5 separate regions of the Mus musculus genome follow, and all the other regions are linked to region 1. The links are chromatin contacts, called in public Hi-C, HiChIP or PLAC-seq and promoter capture Hi-C maps. All regions are on one chromosome and are shown on one strand. The core of a region is the stretch at or near the end of the contact, and the rest is flanking DNA. Distances in the headings are between cores, read along the strand shown.

What was found. Promoter capture Hi-C pulls out the DNA fragments that hold promoters and counts their contacts. A called contact is a pair of places that touch in the nucleus more often than the background predicts. HiChIP or PLAC-seq counts read pairs in DNA pulled down with a chosen protein or histone mark.
Region 2: a contact with region 1 is called in a promoter capture Hi-C map of embryonic stem cells, with 5 times the contacts expected there. The contact joins the enhancer-like site here to the promoter of Dlx5 in region 1. A contact is called at or near these places in 12 of 39 promoter capture datasets (the 3T3-L1 cell line, 3T3-L1-derived adipocytes, the HPC-7 cell line and 8 more), 2 of 15 datasets of contacts at CTCF or cohesin (large pre-B cells and pro-B cells), 6 of 115 datasets of contacts at active chromatin or transcription factors (craniofacial prominence, embryonic limb bud, embryonic stem cells and 3 more) and 1 of 9 other capture datasets (embryonic stem cells).
Region 3: an H3K4me3 HiChIP or PLAC-seq map of craniofacial prominence shows a contact between it and region 1, with 4 times the contacts expected there. The contact joins the enhancer-like site here to the promoter of Dlx5 in region 1. A contact is called at or near these places in 2 of 39 promoter capture datasets (frontonasal cranial neural crest and trophoblast stem cells), 1 of 15 datasets of contacts at CTCF or cohesin (large pre-B cells), 2 of 484 Hi-C or Micro-C datasets (bone marrow-derived macrophages and epidermal suprabasal cells), 5 of 115 datasets of contacts at active chromatin or transcription factors (craniofacial prominence, embryonic basal ganglia, embryonic forebrain and 2 more) and 1 of 9 other capture datasets (embryonic stem cells).
Region 4: a Hi-C map of uterus shows a contact between it and region 1, with 2.1 times the contacts expected there. The contact joins the enhancer-like site here to the promoter of Dlx5 in region 1. A contact is called at or near these places in 8 of 39 promoter capture datasets (the C10 cell line, cranial neural crest, embryonic stem cells and 5 more), 2 of 484 Hi-C or Micro-C datasets (epidermal suprabasal cells and uterus), 7 of 115 datasets of contacts at active chromatin or transcription factors (craniofacial prominence, embryonic forebrain, embryonic hindbrain and 4 more) and 1 of 9 other capture datasets (embryonic stem cells).
Region 5: a promoter capture Hi-C map of embryonic stem cells shows a contact between it and region 1, with 2.6 times the contacts expected there. The contact joins the enhancer-like site here to the promoter of Dlx5 in region 1. A contact is called at or near these places in 6 of 39 promoter capture datasets (the 3T3-L1 cell line, cranial neural crest, embryonic stem cells and 2 more), 1 of 15 datasets of contacts at CTCF or cohesin (pro-B cells), 5 of 115 datasets of contacts at active chromatin or transcription factors (embryonic forebrain, embryonic limb bud, embryonic midbrain and 2 more) and 1 of 9 other capture datasets (embryonic stem cells).

The regions. Positions count from the first base shown.
Region 1 is chr6:6,880,744-6,883,388 of GRCm38.p6, forward strand. Dlx5 (distal-less homeobox 5) reads right to left here and starts at 1,325. Exons shown (of 3, transcript NM_010056.3): 1 at 789-1,325. The coding sequence starts at 1,143.
Region 2 is chr6:6,382,813-6,385,457 of GRCm38.p6, forward strand. No RefSeq gene overlaps it. Among named protein-coding and RNA genes, the nearest start is that of Gm52888, 6.1 kb to the right of the region's middle. Within about 2 kb of position 1,354, at least 1 of the 459 cell types and tissues checked has an H3K27ac peak or open chromatin away from gene starts, as enhancers often do.
Region 3 is chr6:6,413,560-6,416,204 of GRCm38.p6, forward strand. No RefSeq gene overlaps it. Among named protein-coding and RNA genes, the nearest start is that of Gm52888, 25 kb to the left of the region's middle. Within about 2 kb of position 1,307, at least 27 of the 459 cell types and tissues checked have an H3K27ac peak or open chromatin away from gene starts, as enhancers often do. A contact at or near this core is called in craniofacial prominence and embryonic basal ganglia, where this site is marked.
Region 4 is chr6:6,433,212-6,435,856 of GRCm38.p6, forward strand. No RefSeq gene overlaps it. Among named protein-coding and RNA genes, the nearest start is that of Gm52888, 44 kb to the left of the region's middle. Within about 2 kb of position 1,355, at least 8 of the 459 cell types and tissues checked have an H3K27ac peak or open chromatin away from gene starts, as enhancers often do. A contact at or near this core is called in uterus, where this site is marked.
Region 5 is chr6:6,622,477-6,625,121 of GRCm38.p6, forward strand. No RefSeq gene overlaps it. Among named protein-coding and RNA genes, the nearest start is that of Sem1, 45 kb to the left of the region's middle. Within about 2 kb of position 1,360, at least 9 of the 459 cell types and tissues checked have an H3K27ac peak or open chromatin away from gene starts, as enhancers often do.

The DNA of each region.
Region 1 (2,645 bases), core at 75-2,574:
TTCTCCACTGAGACTTCACGCCTCTCATTTACCGCCCAAGCTCTCTACCCCACTGTAACGCTCTAAGGAAGTTTCACAGTGGACGGAAAGGGGAGTCTGTGGGGAAGAAGGAAGGCAGACAAATTCTAGGCACTTACGGAGAGAGCACTCGATGGAGTGTGTGTGTGTGTGTGGGGGGGGGTCCCTCTAACAGAGTGAACTCTCGGCAATCCTCCGCTATTTTAAATGACTTTTTGTATTTGGAAATACCTTGGATAAACCGCAAAGTTCCCTGTTCGCTTTTCTGTCAGGCTGCAGCCCTCCGGCCCCCAGGTCACCCGGTGTGCTGCCCGCACCCTCCATGAGAGGCCTCGGGGCGCTTCGCTGGCTAATCCAGACTAGATCTCACCAACTCAGCACGCTCACCCAGAATTCCAACTAACTTTCCTTTTATTACGCAAACACCACTAGGGCTGCTTGATTTCACCCACCCCCCGCCCCCCAAATCCCTTAGCCTCTTTGCAGCCAAGCTGGCTTTCTGGCTAGGCCAGCTAGGAATCCAGCTAAGGAGGGATCCTCGAGCAGCGCCAGAGGCAAAACACCCGATTAAACCTCTTCAAAAGTCCTCCACTGCCCCCCCCCCCATGCCGGTGTGAGGTGCTGTCCTGTTTGCAGTCCCAGGCCCCCACTCGCTTCTGCGAAGCACCCTTCTATGGGTGCGGACAGCGTGGCCCTCATCTACCACCCAACTTGGCGCCCGCGGGGTTACGGATGCCCTGGGTACCTGCCTCCCGCCCCCGCGCGCCTACCTGGCTGGCTGGTGGCACTCGGGACGCGGTTGTAGGCGCCGCCGTACTGGTGGTAGGGGCTGGCGTAGCCGTAGTCGGCATAAGCCTTGGCCGGGTAGCCGGCTGCGGAGCCGTTCACGCCGTGGTACTGGTACTGGTAGGGGTTGAGCGCTTTGCCATAAGAAGCAGAGGTAGGAGAGCAGTAGCCGTGCGGGGCGGCCCCCGCGGGACTGTAGTAGTCAGAATCGGTGGCCGAGGACTCGGGCAAAGTTGGCGATTCCTGAGACGGGTGGTGCATGGCGGCGGACGTCGGGAACGGAGCTTGGAAGTCGCCGGATCGGATGCTTGGGACTCTTCTGTCAAACACTCCTGTCATAGCTCCCGGGCGGTGGCTGTTCTTCTACTGCGGCGGCCGCTGCTGCCTGAATTGGCTGTGGAGCTGCTCTGGTCTAAGCAGACATGGCTGTGGGAGCGAGGGAGGAGGAGGAAGAGGAGGAGGCGGCGGCGGCGGCGGGGAGGAGGAGGAGGAGGAGGCTGGGAGTCGTGGAGGCTCTGTCTCCCGCAGGCTGACTGCTGGCTGAGGCGCAGCACAGCCTTGGTTAAATCCTTAATTGCGCGCTTACGCACAGCGGGGTGGATCGGGTTCCATTGGCCAGGGCTTCGGGAGCAGAGCAACACCCTAACTCGTCCAACTAGTTTTAGCACAACAAAGCATTGCTTAAAGAGAGAGAGAGAGAGAGAGAGAGAGAGAGAGAGAGAGAGAGAGAGAGAGAGAGAGAGAGAGAGGCGTACAAGGAGAGAGAGAGTGTGTGTGTGTGTGTGTGTGTGTGTGTGTGTGTGAGAGAGAGAGAGAGAGAGAGAGAGAGAGAGAGAGAGAGAGAGAGAGAGAGAGAATATGAGTTGTTCCCTGTTGGGGGAGGGAGGGTCTCAGTCGATCTCTTTTTAGTGAATAGCTTCGACAAACCAAGCAGTCCCAGGGCCTAGCTCCGTGCTGTTTGAAGACAACGTGTTCCAATCAGCAATCTCAAAAGTACAGTTTAGAGGATGCGGTTCTTGATGCTCTTTTCTTGCTCCACACCTACCAGTCCTCTCCCCCCTCCTCCGACGGAGACTGTAGGAGAGAGCACCGCTGTGGGACTGTGTGCAGAGGAGGAGCAGTGTTAGATGGCAGTGAGAACAAATGGAGAACAGCATTGTCTTAGTGGGATGATGGGAAGCAAGTTGCAACTAATTTATGTTGAAAATTTGTAAACTGGAAAACAGTTGGACACGCAGCAAGCGCTTTTGCAGAAGCCCCTGTTTCTCAGGACTCCACAGAGATGTCCAAGAATCTAGACGTCCCCAGTGGCAACTGAAGTCTTTACAGGGACTGCTGAAAATCAATGTCTTTCATTCCTGAATACCTTGCCACTGCCTGAACTCTCTTAGTTGGCTTTCCCAGAGAGCTGAGCAGCCTTTTGGTTTTTTGCTCAATATCCTCGACTACTTGGAAGCTTCTAGAATGGCTCTTGTCTCAGTTCAGGAGCCAGATTCCTGCAAACGTGAATTGATTTGGGTGTGTGACCTATAGTGTGCCTCCAGACCAAATGGAGTATGAAGACCGAAAAGTAGGCAAGGAACCAAGTCCGCTTGGGAGATGGGGTTTCGATCATGGACGACCCTCTCCTGGTTCCATTACCTACATCCACTCCAATCCCCCTCTCAATTCTTGAGTTTGGGTTCTGTAGCATCCCCCATTATTTCCTGCCTACTGAGCATCTTCGTTTATGTACAAAGGGAGCAGGGTTCAAGACTCATACACTGGCCACAGACCACCAGAAGAAGTTTATTTTGTCAACATGGGCTTTTCCTCTAGTTATGATTGAGTGAGGCCTTAGG
Region 2 (2,645 bases), core at 104-2,603, 500 kb before region 1:
AGAGCAAGCTTGTTTTCTTGGTGGTGGTGGTGGCTAGCAAAACAGACTGCCTTTCAGGCATGTGCTTGCAAGGAAAGGGGGCACATAGGAAGAGGAGATCTTTTGATGGGCTTTGTAATCATCAGCCTGGCCTCTATCTGATGTGAACCGAAACCCGTTCCTATCCCACTTGTGCTGGTAAGAAGATCCCGTTAAGGAAGACTTTGATGCATTCCAAGGCGTGCAACTTTAGGAACCAGAAAGAAAATGTTATAATGATCTCATTGGAGGAAACCACAGCTGAAAGAGGAGTCCGAGGCGAATAGATGAAGTCAGAGGATGCTACAGATCTCTCATCATTCCAAATTCTTTTGTAGAACAGGTCTGGGTGTCGTGGCAAACCAATATCAAGTCTGATATTTCACTGTGTAAATGTGTGTGTGTGTGTGTGTGTGTGTGTGTGTGTGTGTGTGTGTGTGAGAGAGAGAGAGAGAGAGAGAGAGAGAGAGACGTCCTGTGGGTTACAGCTGAGGGCTCAGTCTTTTTACCTGTAGCATTAGGAACGAACCCCCGCCTGACCTATTTCATAGAGCTTCTGTGATAACCAGATGAGCCAAGAGCAGACTCTGCTCTGTGATGATAAAGTGCTATCCAAACAGGAAGGGCTATTCTCAAGGCTTTTATTCTCATCCAACAGCTGCTCTAACACTTGACTCCTTTGAGTTCACATCTGGAAATAATCCTCGTGTTCAAGACCAAGACACCTCAGTCATGTAGTTTACTATCTTGTCACCCCCAAAACAGGCTGAAATGGCCGTAAGTAAGGTAGAAGGTTCAGAAGGAAACTTGTCTGATGCCAAAGGTTAGGCGAGAACAAGGAATAAAATCTATACTGTAATTTTGACCTTGGATAGAAGCCAGAGGGTGCCATGTGTACATTTGTGAGAAGTCATTCGGCAGAAGCTTCAGGATTTTATTTGTCTGTGGCTAAGAAGGAGGCAGGGGCCAGGACGCTGGGTTCACCCATACCCTAACTCTCCTATTCCGGCTACTTGCCAATTTTGAGTTTGGCCAGCTTGATCTAGGGTGGAGGCTTGCTTCTCTCACCTACTGATTTTCCTCTGAGCCCCTTAATTCTCCAGGTTAGACCTTGCCAGGCAATGCTGAAGCTGGCCAATTTAATCTATCAACCAAACAATTGATTTTGCTGTAAAACCTCACAAAGCACAGGGAGGAACATGTCCCTTGGTTTAAAATTTTAAACTACTTTGAGTCCATGCTCACAGAGAGAGTCTCTGATTGTTTTCTAGGAGGGGTTACTGTCTCTTACTGAAAATTCCTTTTTCCAGCCCCAGTCAGACCTTGCAGAAAACACTCCTTCCAACTTCTCTCAGCTTAAACCTGGCACCAACATGTGGTCTGAGAAAGGATGAAGGCTGTTATTCAGGGCCTCTGGCATATCATGGTAAGATGAAAAATGCAAGTTTGCTACTTAAAGGGGGACCTGCCAGTCCAAGGTCACTATTCTATAGCAGACCGTGGTACAAGCCACACCACAAATGCCCATTCTGGGTATGGGACAAGTATCTGGTTAGTGTCTCCATTTAGGAGTACAGAGAACAGCATTTCCTCCAAGTACCAGATCAATCATTTAGGAGCAATTCATCTTCTGTAAAAACAATCTCGAGTTCACGACTAATAAGACCACAGCTGCCTCTTTATGGTTGAGTTCTCCACACACAATTCAGCACCACATTCTAGGTCAGGTCACAACTGCGTAACAGGCTTCAAGCTTGGCAGTTTCATGTTCTCCTATCTTTTTCTTGCCCAACCCACACCGAATTACATGCTGACCAAAACTTCCCCAGAGTCCCATGGAATGAAGATTTGGCTTCACATATTCAAATGTGTAGCCCCAAATGGAGGCCTATCTGGGCAGGCTAAGTTTTTCCATTTCACTGCTATTCGTTTCCCAGAATACTGTGCAGAATTCGGGCTGCATGTCTCCACCAATGGTCCAGAAACACAGATAGAAGAGTTTCAAGGAATGCATCCAGATGGCCCTTTGACTATAGAGTTACCCAAAACTCAAGAACAAAATGAGAGTCAGTTGTTTCCATCACCAACGTGAACTTTACAGAGTACAGAGGGGAAAGAGATCTTAGGGAAAGAGAAGAAAGAAATAAATAAAACGTGGTCTTTGTTTCCCCTCTTTTCAAAATCAATTTCACCAAATTGTTAATTATCCCTGAAAAGGATGTGGAGTGCAGTAAGAAGGAAGTGGATGTTAGCATTTCAGATATCCTGGCATGTGTCGTGTGCAGTGTCTGCGACATCCAAGATGACACAGACTGACATGTGGCCCCAGGCACATGCTCCACATTACCATTATATGTGCGTGACTGATCCACTCCCGGCACATAAATCCCTGACCTCTGGGTACTGAGGGATTAAAATATCAGTCACGGCATTCAGACGGTTGTCTTAGTATAGAGGGATATTAGTTTCTCTTGTTTGGCTTTCTCTGTCCTAGACTTTTGAGTTTGGTCTGATCAAACTCAATGCCTCTGTTACCTGGTGGGCTCTGATCTGAGGACCAGGTCATTGGAATTCACTGGTCATGCCTCTTGTGCCCCTTGGTGTTCATATTAGCACTCCACTTTGGG
Region 3 (2,645 bases), core at 57-2,556, 470 kb before region 1:
TATTTTATTTTATTTTTCAGAGTGAGATTTAACCATCCTCCCTTAGGCTCTCCTTGTTAATTACCAGTTTAACATTTGATTTACAAGAATTATAGCTGAAATGAGATTTGGGATCTAAATTGTTAAACTGGTTAATTCATCTGGCCTAACAACACTGAAGACATGCTTAAGTCTAACAAATTCTCTTCCTACATCTTTCAGAAATGACCACAGATGAGTGAGACAGGAGAATCTAATCCACTACATTCATGCCCATCCCTCCAACCAACTTGGACAATATGCAGTAGCTTTGCCAAACTTCTCTTACTTTGAGAAGACCTCACTTCAATTTTTTCTTAGCAAAGGCTACTAATCTTGAATTCTGAGGAGACCAATGAATCAGAAGCCTTTACAAAAGATAGGATTTTGTGGATACCTACTAATGTATCTGGGAGATTCAGAGATATAACTACAAGTTATAAACATGAAATACAGGGCCCTCATCTAGAATTGGATATATGTTCCTCACATTCTCAAAATTGATATAATAGGACTTTTGTTTATATAAATATTTTACTTACAAAGTAATATGACATGAAAAATATTCATAAAGTTTCCTGGCCTCTCTTACATGAAGAAAACACTATATTTTTAGTTCTCAACCTTGGATATTGAAAAATCAAGTACAAATCTCATAAATGTTTCTGCACTTATGTTTTATTTGACTAATTAACTGAAGAAGTGGAAAGTATTAGTTAATACGTAGCTTCACAACTCACAATGCCAATGTTCCACTAGGCAAAGCTGAAACATTCCAAAGACAGCTTGTCACCTGGACATTAAACAAGCTCTCTGAACTGGTTTCACAATGAAATTATTCTTTGTTGGGAAATAAATTTCATTACAATTTGTATATTTAAAAATATCAGATGAGACTGTAATAATGTAATGATTAGAACATGAGCTGTCACACTTTAGCTTAGTGGTGTCTAACCCTTTGGCTTCTCTGAGCTATTTTGGATGGAGAAGATTTATCTTTGACAACTAGCTCAAATGACCTTTGTAGGGTCATTACCTATACCTAGCTGGTCAGATACCAAAGAGTTCTTTATCACTGCTAGCGATATACCTACTATGAAGGAGAGTGAGTGTCCTCCGATAGTTGTACCTGGAAGGATTCATATGTATCATTTCAGAATCTACAGACTCTCTAGAGCACATTGTAGCTGAGGAGGCAGAAATGTGTTTAGACTGCAGGAACAGATGAAGTCTTCTTGGAACATCTGTTTCTTATTGAGACAGCAATTATTGGATAGCTGAGAAGGGAGCTAGGGAAGACATCCTGACTCACTGCTGCTTGAGTATTCCAGCTGACTGGTATATTCATGTGCAACTGGGAATGGATACTTCTTATATAATAAAATTTAACTTTTCCTTGAGAAGTTGAGAAGACATTGAGACATTTCTTGTTGGCAAAACACACCATTGAAAACTGTATAAACTAATGACAGTCTCTAACATGCGAATAGTAACTCATCCTAAGTCTTAGCTGAGTTCAGTTGCTCTGTGGAAGCTTCTGGGTGTAAATAAGTATTGTGGTCAGTTTAGAACCATGCCACTCATGGTGGCTAGGAAGAAAATAGTAGTGTCACATTGGGAAAGTGGCATATGTTTTCCTAGTAATTACATCTTCTGTATTTACTATTGAAGAAAAATGCAGGTGTGAGTTTTTGAACACTGGCCAAGGACAGTGTGCCTGGCTGGCAGCGGATCTCAAGTGAGTCATGTTTCACTGTCTGTCAGTTTTTATAACTGTTTTCACTACTAATTTAGATCTGTGATGCAGCATGCAATTAGCTCTATTGTGGAAGCAGCTGTCTTCATTTTTACAATGGTACTTTCCCGTTGGCTCTCGTTGGCTCTCGATGGCTTGTTGTGGTTCTGTCGATGTGATGAGGGCAGTTGTAAAGTGGGACCTAGATGAGCCACCATGGATCAGGATTTTCCCAGCACACAGGACTCGTACTTAATCACCACTACTCTAATGAGATATCTCACAGCTCTGTTGAGAGTGGAGAAGGAAGTTGCCCTTTGTATGACAAACCCAGTGGGGGCTGGTAAACAGCCACTGTACCTTCGTCCTGCAGTTGGTTATAAAGAAGTGACACATTAAAGACGAGTTAAGGTGGAGGGAGTATGTTAAGCAGTTGTAAAAGGTTCATTTTAAGACATAGTCCAGGTCCACTGGAATAAAAATTTGCATTTTAATAATACCCTCTGGCAGTTTGATGCATGTTAAGTGAAAGAAGCTCTATATTAGAACATTTCTGCTTGTTCCCTCTGAGCAAGCAACAGCTGGCGATGTCACAGAACCCAACGGCTACTTACTAGCTGTTAGTGGGAAGAACTGTAGTTTACCAAATTCAGAAAGAGCATTTGTCATGACCCAAAATACCTTTTACTGGCCATTTCCCTCTCTTAAAAAATACAAGCTTACTGAGCATAAGTATGCGGCTTGCTTTGTTCCTTATAGTGTCTACAGCAAGTTGAATAGCAGTTATTACACAGCAAAGAATGGAGAAATGTGTCCTGGGTTACTTGAGCAAATGGCCCAGTAATGAGAAGATCTAGTTCTGAAATCGCAGAGGTTGCCTCAGGCCTCAGTG
Region 4 (2,645 bases), core at 105-2,604, 450 kb before region 1:
ATTTTCTGAACTGCATTTACGACTGTGGCTGCAAAAATGGTTTATGATTCCAGTCATAAAGAATGGATTTTAGTCTTTGCCCTCTTCAGATGGACACATTCGTGGGCTGTCAATTCATGTTTATGGTAATGTATTAACTATGATGTTGCAGCACACACTGGTGAAAATGAAGTAAGAACGAGCTTTTACTAGCTTGCTCACTTTGCTCTCCTATGTAACCCCAGATTGCCTGCCCGAGAGTTGGCACCACTCACAGTGGCGGGGCCTTCTCAAGCCAGTCATAGTCAAGAAAATATACCACAGACCTGCCAACAGGCCGATCAGATAGGGGCAGTTTTTCAATTCCTGTTTCCTTAACCACCCCCCCAAAAAAAAACATGCATCAAGTTGACAAAAACTTAAGCAACAAACATAGGAAAGCAAGTTTCTTCCTGTACTGAAGTGAGAGGGAAAGAATAAAGACAAGCATTGGTGTTCATTAAGTAACAGTGATTCTTTAATCCCAGCACTCAGGAAACAGAGGCAGGAAGAGGTCTGAGTTTGAGACCAGCCTGGTCTACAGAGGGAGTTCTAGGACAGCCAGGGCTACGCAGAGAAACCTTGTCTCAAAAACCAGACGAAACAACCACAAAGCAAATTAAATGTATATTAGATTTTGTATGTCCCAGTCACCCTTCCCTGCCCTCTCCAAGAGAACAGTCACCAAGATGAACACAGACTTACAGACATTTATTAAGGGAATACAAAGATTAAAAATAGTACGAATGGACAGGTAGGACCTTTGGAAGCACTCAGACCTGCCACAGGTGAAGCCAGGAAGGTCTCTGATCACAGCATATCCCTGGGAAAGTTTTGGCCACATTTTCCTGAAGTTCCTGAGCAGAGCGGATTGAATGCTTTTACCTCTGCTCTGCCCCATATACCCGAGACCTGTGACTGTATCATTATTTGGAAAAAAAGTCTCTGCATATTCAATCTAAGGTCTTAGGATCAAATAATTTTGGATCATCTACATGGGTTCTAAATCAAATGACATCTATCTTTGTACTAGGGAGCACACAAGCACACACATACACACACACACACAGGCAGAAGGAACATATGAAGACAATTATACAAATATAAATTAAGGATCAACAAAGACTGCTGGCAGGCACCAGCAAACTAGACAAAAAACATACACTTTTCCCTCAGAGACTTGGGATGAAGCCATGAATTTCAAGTTCACACTCTTGGTCTCAGAGTTGTGAGCATATTCGCCCATTGTTTCAACCCACCCTGTTTGTGGCCATATGCTTTGGCAGCCACAAGAACCAAGCTGAAAACGAGAAGCTGCATTTTTTTTGAGTCTTGTATCCCACAGGATGGGCCAACACCAAGCCTCTGCATCCTTCAGTCTCTCTCGAGGGAGCCTTGGCTTCTTTGTTACTTGACAGTGGTACCCGAAGGGGTCTGAGCAGATGATGCACTATGGCTGCCACACTGAGCCATCAGAGAAGCAGAGAGCAGAGAACAGGCTTTGCTGGTCAGAAGCTTGGTTGGTAAGTGATAGATGTCGCTCAGATGGGAAGATCAGCATAGAATATAATGAAGCAAAGTCACTAGTGTGTGAGCAGCATCAGGGAAATGCAAAACTATCTAAAGTTCTGCCTGAGATGAGTTTAATGAAACAAGGCTTCTTACATGAACTTGTGGTCCAGGCAGATCAGTGTCTAGGAAGGAGGATGGAGGAGAGACAGGCACAGAGCCCAGCACCAGCGGCAAACTTATGGGGGTGGAGACTTTGACCTAGTTGCTTCTTGAGGAATTGTCTACAAAGAATGAAATAAATCAAAGGAGGGAGTCAACAAGGAAGGCAGTGACTGTAAAGGAAAACCAACATAAATACTCAGCAGGCAGACTCAGAACTTCTTCCGAAGACCACAGAGTATTGTTTTAAAAATGCGTCTCTTGAGTAACCCCAGACCTGTGCTATGATTCACATGGCAAGACTCCAGGAACCCTGGTCTGCTGAGATGAAAAGATTTTACTAAGATTGAAAAAACAAACACAAAAACAAAAACAAACTGCTTCATTGCACAGATTTTTAAAAAGACATGTTATTTGTAGTTTGTAGACCTTCATGATACTATTCATTGACTAATATTGGCTTAAACTCTGGCTTAGATCCTTATCTGTTAAGGGAGATGATAAAATCTGTCAGTTTTGGAGAGGTTTAAGTGAGTCAGAACAGTTTATTCCCCATGTAAATTCTGATGTGTTATACCAGGTTTTATGGAGCTACACATTATATCTAAACTCGAGTCAAACAGCCTTAGGTACCCATAATCCCATCACTCAAACACACGTACTACTAGATTTTTAGTAAATAAATCCTTCTAGATTTTGCAATTCATATATACATATGCATGCTTCCCCAGACTGATTTTCTTATGTCCAAATAAATGAATTTTCCAAAAATATCTTTTTTCCAAAATAATGGGCTTTAGACATTTTTTTCCCAGATCACTTTTAATGGTCACTTATGGTAAATATTTCTAGAGCTGACTTTCATCTGGATTTTTTTCCCCTAGGAAGGGAAAGATAGACAGGGACCTTTAGACAGAGTCATATAACTGTTTGTAGTCAGTTAGTTCAAATGGAAC
Region 5 (2,645 bases), core at 110-2,609, 260 kb before region 1:
AGATGAAAGAATGGGGCAAGACTTATGGAAATGAGAGTGGTGTGTGAGATGGGGTGGCTTAGAAGGGCACCCTAGAAGTTCAGTAGCAAGGAAGGAAAGCTTGGTGGGGGGGGGGCGGCTCACTGCAGTCACTTCTGCTGTGTTATAAACCCAAACAATTAAGAGACCAGTAGATGACTTAACTGTTCCTTCCCACGCCACCCATTTGATATAACCTTCCATTGACCTGTTGCTAGAAAACAAAACAAGGCAAAATCCCCTCCATTCAAAGTTTTAGCATTCACAAGATGACTCTGCTTTGCTCTCTCATTGCTTCTTTCTTTTATTTTGTCTAATATAATGAAATACGCATTAAAATGCCTGGCATATGGCAAGCGTTAAGTAAATATTTGTTGAATGAATGAATGGTAGTGGGGAAGCCACAGGGCAATTATCCTTTCCTGAGGAGACCACACAGAAATGGAAGGAAAGCGAGACGGTGCTGCTAGAGTCAAAGTTAGAACCTCTATGTGTCTCAGCATTTTCTGAAAACCAGGAGATGAGAAATCCAGAAATGCTTCAGTGCTTATAGACTCCAGCGACTTGGACAAGTGCCTGCAAACAGCATATTCTATGAAAGGAAGAACTTTGGAAAAGAAAAATGCTGTTTTTTTTTCTCCTTTCCTAATCTCAGCTTTGCGATTCAAACTAAGCATATAGACTTGGCAGAGGTCCCCCACCCCCACCCCCGCACCCCACACCCTTACAACCTTCTTAGGATGGAAAGTTGAAAACTCAACAGTGTTTCGAGCCAATAGAGCGGTTTGCAGCATGGTGGGCAGATACATTAATCTGGGGGCTTACAGCTGTAAGTGACCTGTGGGTAAAACACGATGTCCTCTGGAAAGAGAGCTGAGAGGAACTATGTGCACAAAGTTCATAGATGGGCTTTGTAAAACACGTGCAAGGCTCTTCCAAGGATTCTCTTCTGGAAAGAGAGGCAAAACTCTTCTATGGAGACTGTCAGACCAAAGGGCGGTACGACTGGTCTCACAAAGGCTCATGACTGCAAAGAGCTGGCCACTTGCCAGCGTGACGATCATGCTGTAAGTTTGTGAGCAAGGATCACCAAGGAAAGAATCCTAGATTCTGCAAACATCCTACAGGCTTGTCAGTTGCTGCCTTCCAGAAGATGGTAGCCAGATGGACAAATAGCTTATTTGGGTCTGGGGAGAAGAAGATTGTGAGGACCGTTAAGGAGGAAGAAGCAGAGCAGGGAAAGCCTGCAGGCCCGAGATCTAAATTTGAGAGCTGGGAGGATAAAGGACTCCAGGAAGTAAATCTCCTCTGGAGCTGCTTTAAGATCAAGATAGAGGGCTAAGGAAAAGTCAGGCAAACAGCAGGGAGCTCCAGATCAATGACGACCAGGTAGGCACTCTGTAGGTCCTGGGGGTGGGGGTGGGGGGTGGGGGATTCTTAGCACCCTGCCAATCTCACTGAGTGGCTGGGCCGTTCTCAGAAAGACTGTTGCCCTAATCCAAAGTAGCATAGAGGATACTGAAAGCCCCTATGAAGAATTAGAGTCCCTGACTACCAATGTGAAGTGGGAGGGGGGGAGGGGATGGGGGAGGAAAAGGGAGGGGGAGGGGGAGAGGAGGGGAGGGGAGGGAAGAGAGGGAGGGAGGAGGAGAGAAGAGAAGAGCAGGGCATGCCAGCTCCCAGCCAAAATGAAATTCTCCTAAACTGCAATGTTAACTTACTCCTTTTTTTGTTTTATTTTATTTTTTATTCTTAAACAATTGACACTTCTTATGTGCGGAGTCAAGACACATGGCTCCTACTAGCTAGCGATAGATCAAAAATACTTTTTTTAAAAACTTACATCTGTAGTGAACATGCACAGACATTTTTCCTTGTTCTTTTCCCACTAAACAACATGATAGAACAACGACTCCATCACACAAAAACAATATCTGCCTCGCATTAGGTATAATAAGTAAACTATAGGTGCTTTAAACTGTATAAGAAGATGGCCCTAGCTGGGCGTGGTGCACGCCTTTAATCCCAGCACTTAGGCAGAGGCAGGGAGGCAGGGAGGCAGGGAGGCAGGGAGGCAGGGAGGCAGGGAGGCAGGGAGGCAGGGAGGCAGGGAGGCAGGGAGGCAGGGAGGCAGGGAGGCAGAGAGGCAGAGAGGCAGAGAGAGAGGCAGAGAGGCAGAGAGACAGAGTCAGGTGGATTTCTGAGTTTGAGGCCAGCCTGGTCTACAGAGTGAGTTCCAGAACAGCCAGGACTACACAGAGAAACCATGTCTAAAAAAGACAACAAAAAAAAGGTTGGCCCTAGATAGATGTGTTGCGCGCGCTCAACTGGCCAGGAAGAACGACGCTGCTACAGGATCCTTCTGCACACATTTATTCAGTCCTGTTTCTTCTTGTTTATATCTCCCTTGTTTATATCTCTCTTGTTTTTATATCTCCCCCTTGTTTTTATATCTCCCCCTTGTTTTTATATCTCCCCCTTGTTTTTATATCTCCCTTGTTTTTATATCTCCCCTGTTTTTATATCTCTTGTTTATATCTCCCTTGTTTATATCTCCCCACTAATAGTAATCCTCTCTTGAATAATAATCCTCCCTCTAGCCTGGGCCTCTCACTCTTTTATACTTT